Regions from separate parts of the Sus scrofa genome. Here all the other regions are linked to region 3. The links are chromatin contacts, called in public Hi-C and HiChIP or PLAC-seq maps. All regions are on one chromosome and are shown on one strand. The core of a region is the stretch at or near the end of the contact, and the rest is flanking DNA. Distances in the headings are between cores, read along the strand shown.

Region 1 (2,775 bases), core at 99-2,598, 96 kb after region 3:
AGTCTTACAGATTGAGGGTTCCGTTTACTGCTGCTCCTGCATGAAAAGGAACTATGACTTGCCAGTAGGAGAAACAAGAGGACAACCAAGTCGCCTCTTTTCACGGGTTTGTCTATCCCATCTACCACGAGGCTCCCGAGGGCAGGTGCTTTGCCTCTTTGCCTCTGTGCCCTGCGCCCAGCTCTGAATAGCTGTGGCATGAATGAGGGAGTAGAATGGCTGTTTAACAGGCTTTGTACAGATGGTCTAAAAAGGAGACAGTCTGAATAATGAGATCTCCAGGCCAACAGGAAAGGGGACTGAGAAGCTGGGACCGGATGGCTCCTTACAGTCTGAATTTCCAGCCCTCTTTGGGGATGGATCAGTGGCATGCTTTGCTGCTCCCCCCGCCAAGAGAATATTTTGCTTCCCTCTCCAGAACTGTGGAGAAGCCCTTTCGATCCCCTAGCAAAGCATCCTGCAAGCCCACGACATAGGGAACATATGGAGTGGGATTTCTCAGGAGTCCCCAAGGAAGGATGATGCTGGTTTTTCCTTTCCCCCAATGCTCCCCAAGTGGATCCTGGTGGGGGTGGGGGAACGCATCAGTACCAGTGGTAGGGAGGAGTTCCCTCATGGTGCAGCTGATTAAGTATCCAGTTTTGTCACTGTATTGGCTCAGGTCCCTGCTGTGGTCAGTGTTTGATCCCTGGCCTGGGGAACTTCCACATGCTGTGGGTGCTGCCAAAACAAAACAAACCAGGAGTGGGGAGGGAGCTCCCCAGATGTGGCAGGTGGTGGGAGTAGGTGGGAGGGGGTAACTAGAGCAAGGAGGGGCCGGGCTTCTGCCCCCTCCAAAACTGGCCTTTGGTTTAGTTCAGCCTACTGTTCCCTTGGCATGGGTGGCCTTATCAGTTGTGAGAGCACAGAAACAGAGATAACTGTTTAGGATAAAGGGGTAAGTTGAAGTAGAGAGAGAGAAACTTCTTCTGGAAGGTCTTTGATGGCTCTACTTCTGGATGCCAGGACTTCCCCAGGCCCAGCTGATTTAGGGTTCCTTGAGATACCCTCACATCCTCCCTACAAATTGTGCTTGGGGTGTTCTGAGTGACTGAACACAAACAGAACCTCAGCTAAGACAACAGAGTAGCCCAGGCCAGCCTTGGCCTGGCCTCTGTCGCCTCCCCAGAAGGGCTAGTGCTGCGGCTGAACCACAAGGACCTTGTCTCCAAACGTTCTGTCCAGCTGCCCTTGGCAGGGTTCCCATATGTTCTGTGTATCAATGAAAATATCTCCTCATCCTTGAACTCTTGCTTAGATCCACTGTCTGTCCTTGTGGTGTTTGGAATAACAGGAAACAAGGGTGTCCTTCGCTCAAGGCTCTCTGGGAATTACACCTGAAAAACAGCAAAGCCACGAAGGCAATGACAGCAAAGGAACTGACAGCCAAACCCCAACTGTTCCCTGGAAACCCAAAAGGGAAGTAATAACTAGGACATTCTCACCTTTTACAGAGGAAGGAACTAACTACCCCAGGGACCTTGGATGGGCCACTGAACTTCCTCGGGCCACAGTTCTCCATCTGGAGGATGTTGGTGGGGGCAGGAAAGTACACAGATTAGGTCATTAGGATGGAAAAGAGCAGAGTGTATAGAATATACACATAGCATAGTCTCAACAATTGTTAGTTATGCTTCTTATTAACAGGAATTCTAGGTAGTCAACAAAAGGGATTCTGGGAAGTAAAATATTTCTAGGATGCCTGGCATATAGGAAGGTATAAAAATAAGTGTAGTCATCTGAAAAATGTTTAATGTTGGGACAAGAATGGAAGCAAATTCAGGCAAGCAAAAGCCATTTGATTCGGCGGTGGTGGAGCTATGGGCCAAGTGTTTCTTCTCTTTATTTAGAATTTTAGGGAGTTCCCCTTGTGGCTCACTGGATGAAGAACCCAACTTAGTGTCTGTGAGAATGAGAGTTAAAAATTTGGCATTGCTGCAAGCTGCAGTGTAGATCGCAGATGCGGCTCTGATCCAGCAATGGCTGTGGCTGTGGCGCGGGCCAACAGTTGCAGCTCCAATTTGACTCCTAGCCAGGGAACTTCTGTATGCTGCAAGTGTGGCTGTAAAAAGAAAAAAAAATTTTTTTAAAAAGAATTTTATTGATGTTCCCTGAATGTGGTTTTGCAATGAGATTGCTGAAAACTTGTTTGATTAAAAATTATAGTTGCTGAGCAGTTAACAGCTCACAGAGATGATCACTGCGTTTGTCAGAAGTTGGTCCTTCAGGAGGGCAGGAGTGCCTCAGCAGGGATGGGTAGGAAAAGGAGGTGGTGGAAACGGGATCAAGGGAAAGTATGGGGAGAAAGTGTCTGCTGAGCATGGCGGCAGGAGAGATGGGTGAATGGAGAGGGAAGGGGGAAAGCCTCTCCAGAATGTGGCCACCTGATGAAAACAAAGTCATCTATCATATTTTATTTTATTACTTTAATTTTATTGTCACGTCACATGATTTCATTTCACTTATTTATTTGCAAAGCTGGTTTTCTCAGTTCTCCTTCCCAGAACATGTTTCTAGGCAGCCCTGGCCAGACGGCAACACAAGAATGGGTCTGGGAGTTCCTGTTGTGGCCCAGCAGGTTAAGACTCTGACTGGTATCCATGAGGATACAGGTTCAATTCCTGGCTTTGCTCAGTGGGTTCAGGATCCAGCGTTGCTGTGAGCTGTGACACCACTTGGATCTGGTATTGCTGTGACTGTGGCATAGGCTGGCAGCTGTAGCTCTAATTCGACCCC
Region 2 (2,998 bases), core at 87-2,586, 110 kb after region 3:
TAGTAGAAATAGTAATAGCTAATGATGATTAAATTCCTTCTGCCAGATACAAGCTCAAGCTCTTTACATATTTTCCCCCACTTATTCCTCTAGCAAACTTTATCAGGTAGATGCCATAATTATAATTCCCATTTTACAGATAAGAAAATTGAGGCATAAAGAGGTTAAGTAATTCGCCTAAGGTTTACAACTAGTGAGTGGAAAGGCCTATATCCGGCATTTAAAAGTTGAGGTTTCAGACACAAGCAGCTTGACTTCAGAGACCATACCTAACCTGCATTATCTCATTTAATCTTTGCAACACCTTGCAGTGTGGTTCTGTTACATCACCTGTATTTTATGGAAGAGAAAACTGAAGACAAAAGAGATGCAGTAATTTGTTCAGCACCACATAGCTATGAAGTCATTGGGCTGGGATGTGGATCAGTGCCTGACTACAAAACCCACTCTTCAAACTCGGATTGCTCATACCCTAGAATATTCACAGTGGAACAAAGCAACTGCATGTCTATTAAAATCATTCTGATTATTATTATTCTAATAATGACTAACAGTCTTCCAACACCCACGAAGTGCCAAGTTCTGTACTAACTGATTTACATAATAATAGCTAATATTCGCTGTGTATTATTAAGACCCAGGTCTTTTTTTTTCTTTTTGTCTTTTTAGGGCCACACCCAGGCTAGGTGTCTAATCGGAGCTATAGCTGCCGGCCTACGCCAGAGCCACAGCAACTGCCATAGCCGAGCCACGTCTGCGACCTACACCACAGCTCACAGCCACGCAGGATCCTTAACCCACTGAGCGCAGCCAGGGATGGAACCCGCAACCTCATGGTTCCTAGTCGGATTCGTTTCCGCTGCGCCACTAAGGGAACTCCAGGACCCAGGTCTTGAGCTAATCGTTCCAGATATATTAGCCCAAGGAAGTCTCGGATGCTATTATTATTCTCACTTCACAGGTGAAGAAAGCGAGGTTCACACTAGATCCAAAGTCATGCTGCTTAAATTTGAATTGACAATTCCCGCCCACCAGTCTGGTCACCTCTAAACACCGTCTCTCCTTATTTCTCGTTTCTGCTTTCCTCTCTTCGGGGCCGGCTCTCATTTCACCCTTTCAATAGACTCCGCCCCTTCGGTTGAATGCCCGCCCACTGGGCGGTGCCATTATCCTGCAGCCTGTGGAAAGGACCGGGATCACAACAGGCCCCGCCCCCATGCGTAAACGCTGTTCGGATTTGTTCCGGTGCGGGGCTGGAGAAGATGACGCATCTATTGGCTGACGACGTCTGAAAGGTCGCAAGCGGAGGGGGCCGCCCACACGCGCTCGCGCGGTTCCTTCTGGGAGTTATAGTCGCCGACGCTCCATTCCCGGGGTGGCGCCGTTCGGGACTCCGCGTCCCAGCATTCTCTGCGCGAGCCCTGGAGCACTTCCGCCCTGTTGTGAAGTGGGTGTCTCGGTGGGTGAGTCCGGGTGGCGGGGCGGGGGCAGCTGAGACTCAAGGCTCTGGGCTGGAGACTTAGGAGGTGGTGGTGTCGCAGGGGGCCGGGGAAGGTTAGAGGGGAGAAAGAAGCTTTTGTGTGGGGTCGGGGGTGAGGGGCGGTCAGAGGATGAAGCGTCCGGTGATGGAAAGGGTCACACAAGGGTCGGGGACTAGGAGGGAGATAGAAGGCCCTGAGCGTGAAGAGGTTCTTAAGAAAGGATTGTAGCTGAGGGAAATGGGAGAAGTTCTGAAGGTGGAAGCGTCTAGAGACCTCATAGGGAAGGATAGGAGGGTTCCTGGGCCCTGGCAAGAAGTGAAGATAAGAGGGCCTGAGATTAAAGCCTGACCTTAAAATAGTGTTCCAGCCTCTCCCTGCTCATCTAAGACAAACATACTAGATTTGCTAACCCCTTACACTTTCTCTCCTGGTGGTGACCTCTGGAACCCAGTGGGTGGGACTGGCTGTGGTGTTCAGCTCCAAACCTGCACCTCTTTCCTTCTGCCAGGTGGAATTGAATGGTACCAACATCCACTTTACCCAGGTGTATTCTGATTCTTCTTGCATTCTTCCCTATTCTGGGATCTTAAAATCTTTCAATTTCCTTAACATCTGGCGACATTTCCTTGTCAGGGATTTTGCTGAAGCCTACCCCTTTTCACCTTCTTAGCTTGAACAAACACATTATAGCCACAAATCAGATGAGACCTTCTATTTAAAAACCTTCATTAACTCCCATAACCTATGGAATTAAACCCAAACACCTTAGCCTGACATTCAAGACCCTTCATGAACACCCTTTACAGCCTAATCTTGATGCTCTCAAGGTACCTATCTTGGGGAGGTTGTTTGGTCCCTCACCATTATACATGCTGTTCTTTCTGCTTAGAATATACACCTTCCTCCCAACCCCCATTCTGTCAAGAGAACCAGTCTTTCTTCTAGAACCAACTCAGCTGTTACTTGGTTCATTTAAGTCACCCCCTACTCTGGCTACCACAGACCTCTTTTACTCTATTTACCATATTTGATCATAATTATCTGTGGGTTTTTCGTTGCTGTTGGTTTTTTGTTTCTTCTACTATACTATGAGCATCTCTGGGACAGGAACAGTTTCTGAGGCACTTCCATATCCCCACTGCCCAGCTAGAATAGTAAGTACTTGATGTAAATCAGTAAATACTTCATGAATGTGTGAATAAAGACATTCCAGAGTGAGCTCCTCTAGACCAGGCTTGAAGACTGCTACTTCCAGTGGGTTTCCAGGGGTGTGAGCTTTAGTCTTTTGCCCCTCAGAGCTGTCTTTGCTGGAAGCTGATTCATTGCCTATGGGGGTTTAAGCCAGAGGTGGCAACCGCATGGTATATGTGCTGCTACTCCCCCTGCTGTGCTTGGCAGTCACAACTCATTGGTCACAGCACATACTCCCATGGGATTCAGAGTCCTTAGCACAGTTGACTAAAGTTAGTGCTTTAAATGAAGCTTATTTGCTCTTCCTGGTTTAAGCCCTTAAGTGT
Region 3 (2,856 bases), core at 38-2,537:
GATCAGTGGGCTAAGGATCTGGCATTGCCGTGAGCTATGGTGTACGTGGCAGACCCAGCTCAGATCCCAAGTTGCTATGGCTGTGGCATAGGCTTGCAGCTGTAGCTCGATTCGACCCCTAGTCTGGGAAGTTCCATATGCCTAAAAAAAAAAAGTCCAACTGCCAACCTCCACCCTCCACTCTCAAGGCCAAGAGCGATGATTGAATCACCATGGTGCCCCTAGAGAGGAAGGTCTCATTTATTCCACTGAGGTGGCTTCCTTCTTTAAAGCTAGACTAGATGCACGAAACAGAATCTGGAGCTGATGAGCATCTCAGGAGGGTAAAGGGGAGTGAGAAACACATGGCTGACATCTTAGCATGTCTGTGGGAAAAAGGAAATTTTCAGTTTCCCCCGACGCACAGTCCTATGGCGTTTTCTGGGATAGGATCCTTCCTCCTGGAGCCCTTACCTGGTGCAATGAGGGGGTGGGTAGCCACAGCGGGCACCACCCGGCTGAGCCCAGCCCGGCCCTCCAAGCTCCCTGGCACACTGCCGTTGCCATCTCCCTTCTTGACTGGCTCCATCACACTGTCACTTATGCCAGGCTTGGCACCTGCAGGGGAACCCTGAGCAGTGTTTCTGCCCTGGGATGGGGTAGGCAGAGGCTGGCTACCACCTGGCGTGGGTTTCAGGGCCAAGCTGGGCAGGACGGGCTGGGTGGGGGTAGGGCCCGAGGCTGCTGCAGTTGGTGTCTGCTGTGTTCGGAGGGTCAAGTTCTGTACCTGGAAAAGAGGGGTCTATAGGAGTCCAGAGAATGTGGGTAGGAGTGATGCCAACACACAGTCCATGCAGGGAAGGAGCTGGGATGGATCCAGGAATGGCCGTACAGGGCAGTGGGGTGTAAAATCAGAAAGAGAGAGAATGAGCTAGGGGCTGAAAGAGGAACCAGGAGCAGGCAGAGTTTCTAAAGGGGACAGAAGGAGTACAAGTTGGACTGGATTCATCAGCAGGAGAAATTAAATTCTGAGCAGGGATGTCTGCCCCAAGTGGGGGCAGGCCCGGGCAGGGAAGTTAGGCTCGCTCTCCCTTCTTTCCTCCCCTCCTCCCCCGTACTACCAGGAAGGGCTGCATACCACTTAGCAAGAATTCCCAGATAGAGCGAGGCCTGGGGCTTCCCACACTGGAAAAGGCCAGGGCAAAAGTGAAAGTTAATTGAACAGTGAGGTCCCCGGGCGAAGGATTATCCCGTCCTCAGGATCAGGTTTACAGCAGGAGGAACATGCTTATTCAGCCCGGTCCCTGGTGCCCTCTGCTGGACACATGGAGGCTGTGCCAGACGCGCCTTTGACAAACCTGACCGTCTTCACCCTGTGGGTCCCCACAGTGCAGCTGGGGACAGTTCCTCTCCCCCACCGCCCACTGCATCTTTACGGCCACAGCAGTGTCTGTGGGCTCCCAGCAGAAGGTGGGGGCCCAAGGCTCATCTTTGGCTCTCTCTTCCATGTCATTTTTCCTGTTTCCTAGAGCTGCTAGCACGTGCTAATCAGAGTGGAATTTTCCTCTTAAAGACAACAGCCACGGAGGCTACCCTGGGGAGGGTGTAAGGTAAAAGGTAGTGACGATCACTCATTATTAGCAGGCACGCGTGCCTCAGCAGGCTGCTGACTCCTGCGTCAGGGGTGGCCGAGGCCTTCTCAGCGGGGAATGAGGAGCAAGTCTAGGAGCTTTAGGACATCCTGTCTCCCACCTGCTTTCCTCGAAGGTCCCAGTCTTTCCAGAGATGCAAAGCTCTTCCAGGGCTCGGGCCCATACCCCGTGTCAGTGCCCCTCTGTGGGGGCGCCCACCCCCCTGCCCTCCCACAAGCATGGAATCCTCACCTGGGCAGGGGTGGGGGGCCGGGCGGGGGAGCCAGTGCCGAGCTCAGGCTGCACAGTAGCGACGGTGGCCGTGGGCGTGAAGATGAGCTGAGGGGACAAAGGAACAGTGCCGCCTAGGCTCCTAGCTACCTGCACCAGGTTACCTGGCTGGGCCTGGAATCACAGGAAACGAGGCGCCTTTTACCTGCCCAATGTGGGCTCAGCCACAGGACACGACAGTTTAGCCGGGGAGCAAACGGGAAAGTGGGGAGGCATGAGAGGGGAAGAGTCCATGGGCTCTCCTGAAAATCTCAGGCGGCTTGTAGTGTCCTGAACCAGGCTGGGCGGTGAAGGGGCAGGGGTTGGGGGCCGTTCTGGGAGTGCACCCAGGTCAGGTTTACTTCAGCAGCCTCTGTGTGGAACTCCCCCCAGAGGGACCAACGATCACAGGACACGCTCAAGTCCCTCTCGGCAGCATCCCAGGGAGCAGGGCCGCTGGGCTGAAACAGATGCCCTGGGACCATATTCTAGATCTGAGTGACTCCCGATGCCAGGTTTGGGTCAGAACAGGACTCTCTGCCAGAAGGGACCAAATTAGCAATATTCTTAGGGTCATTTTTAGATTGGGCTCTGTGTGTATGTTGGGGTGTGTGTATGTGCACACGCACACACACGCAGAGACAACAGTGGTAGAGGAACCAGAATGCCCAGAGCTATACTTGTCTCTGCATTTCTTTCCATGGGGGTGCAGGTGACTGAGGGTCTCTGCATTTCACTCCCACCCCTGCGAGTCTAGCTCAGCATCTGTGGGGGCATGTGGTGTCAGCTCCTCTGAACTCACACGCCTGACTTTGAGGGGATGGTGGCCAGGCTGCCAGGCTCTAGCTGGGGCAGTTGAGTGGGACAAGGGACAGAGTAAAGAGAGGCCAGAGTGGGTCTGGGTGGGGTCACATGGGCTGCCTGGCTCCCTGGAGATGTGGAGGTCCATTCCCCACTGTGTGTCTAAGAGTCTATT

The links. Hi-C and Micro-C count contacts between places; a contact is called where the count stands out from the background. HiChIP or PLAC-seq counts read pairs in DNA pulled down with a chosen protein or histone mark.
Region 1: an H3K27ac HiChIP or PLAC-seq map of skeletal muscle shows a contact between it and region 3. The contact joins two enhancer-like sites. A contact is called at or near these places in 6 of 47 Hi-C or Micro-C datasets (brain, embryonic fibroblasts, fetal heart ventricle and 1 more) and 1 of 2 datasets of contacts at active chromatin or transcription factors (skeletal muscle).
Region 2: a contact with region 3 is called in a Hi-C map of liver, with 4 times the contacts expected there. The contact joins the promoter of ZSCAN20 here to the enhancer-like site in region 3. A contact is called at or near these places in 1 of 5 promoter capture datasets (liver), 9 of 47 Hi-C or Micro-C datasets (brain, embryonic fibroblasts, fetal heart ventricle and 2 more) and 2 of 2 datasets of contacts at active chromatin or transcription factors (alveolar macrophages and skeletal muscle).

Annotation. Positions count from the first base shown.
Region 1 is chr6:89,715,108-89,717,882 of Sscrofa11.1, forward strand. No RefSeq gene overlaps it. Among named protein-coding and RNA genes, the nearest start is that of ZSCAN20, 16 kb to the right of the region's middle. Within about 2 kb of position 1,349, at least 10 of the 83 cell types and tissues checked have an H3K27ac peak or open chromatin away from gene starts, as enhancers often do. A contact at or near this core is called in skeletal muscle, where this site is marked.
Region 2 is chr6:89,731,230-89,734,227 of Sscrofa11.1, forward strand. It overlaps ZSCAN20 (zinc finger and SCAN domain-containing protein 20), which reads left to right and starts at 1,337. Exons shown (of 8, transcript XM_021095857.1): 1 at 1,337-1,459.
Region 3 is chr6:89,618,719-89,621,574 of Sscrofa11.1, forward strand. PHC2 (polyhomeotic-like protein 2) reads right to left here. Exons shown (of 15, transcript XM_021095847.1): 6 at 1,863-2,015; 7 at 454-766. All of the region lies in intron 1 of LOC110261134 (a long non-coding RNA gene), which reads left to right. Among named protein-coding and RNA genes, the nearest start is that of A3GALT2, 57 kb to the left of the region's middle. Within about 2 kb of position 1,288, at least 31 of the 83 cell types and tissues checked have an H3K27ac peak or open chromatin away from gene starts, as enhancers often do. A contact at or near this core is called in alveolar macrophages, liver and skeletal muscle, where this site is marked.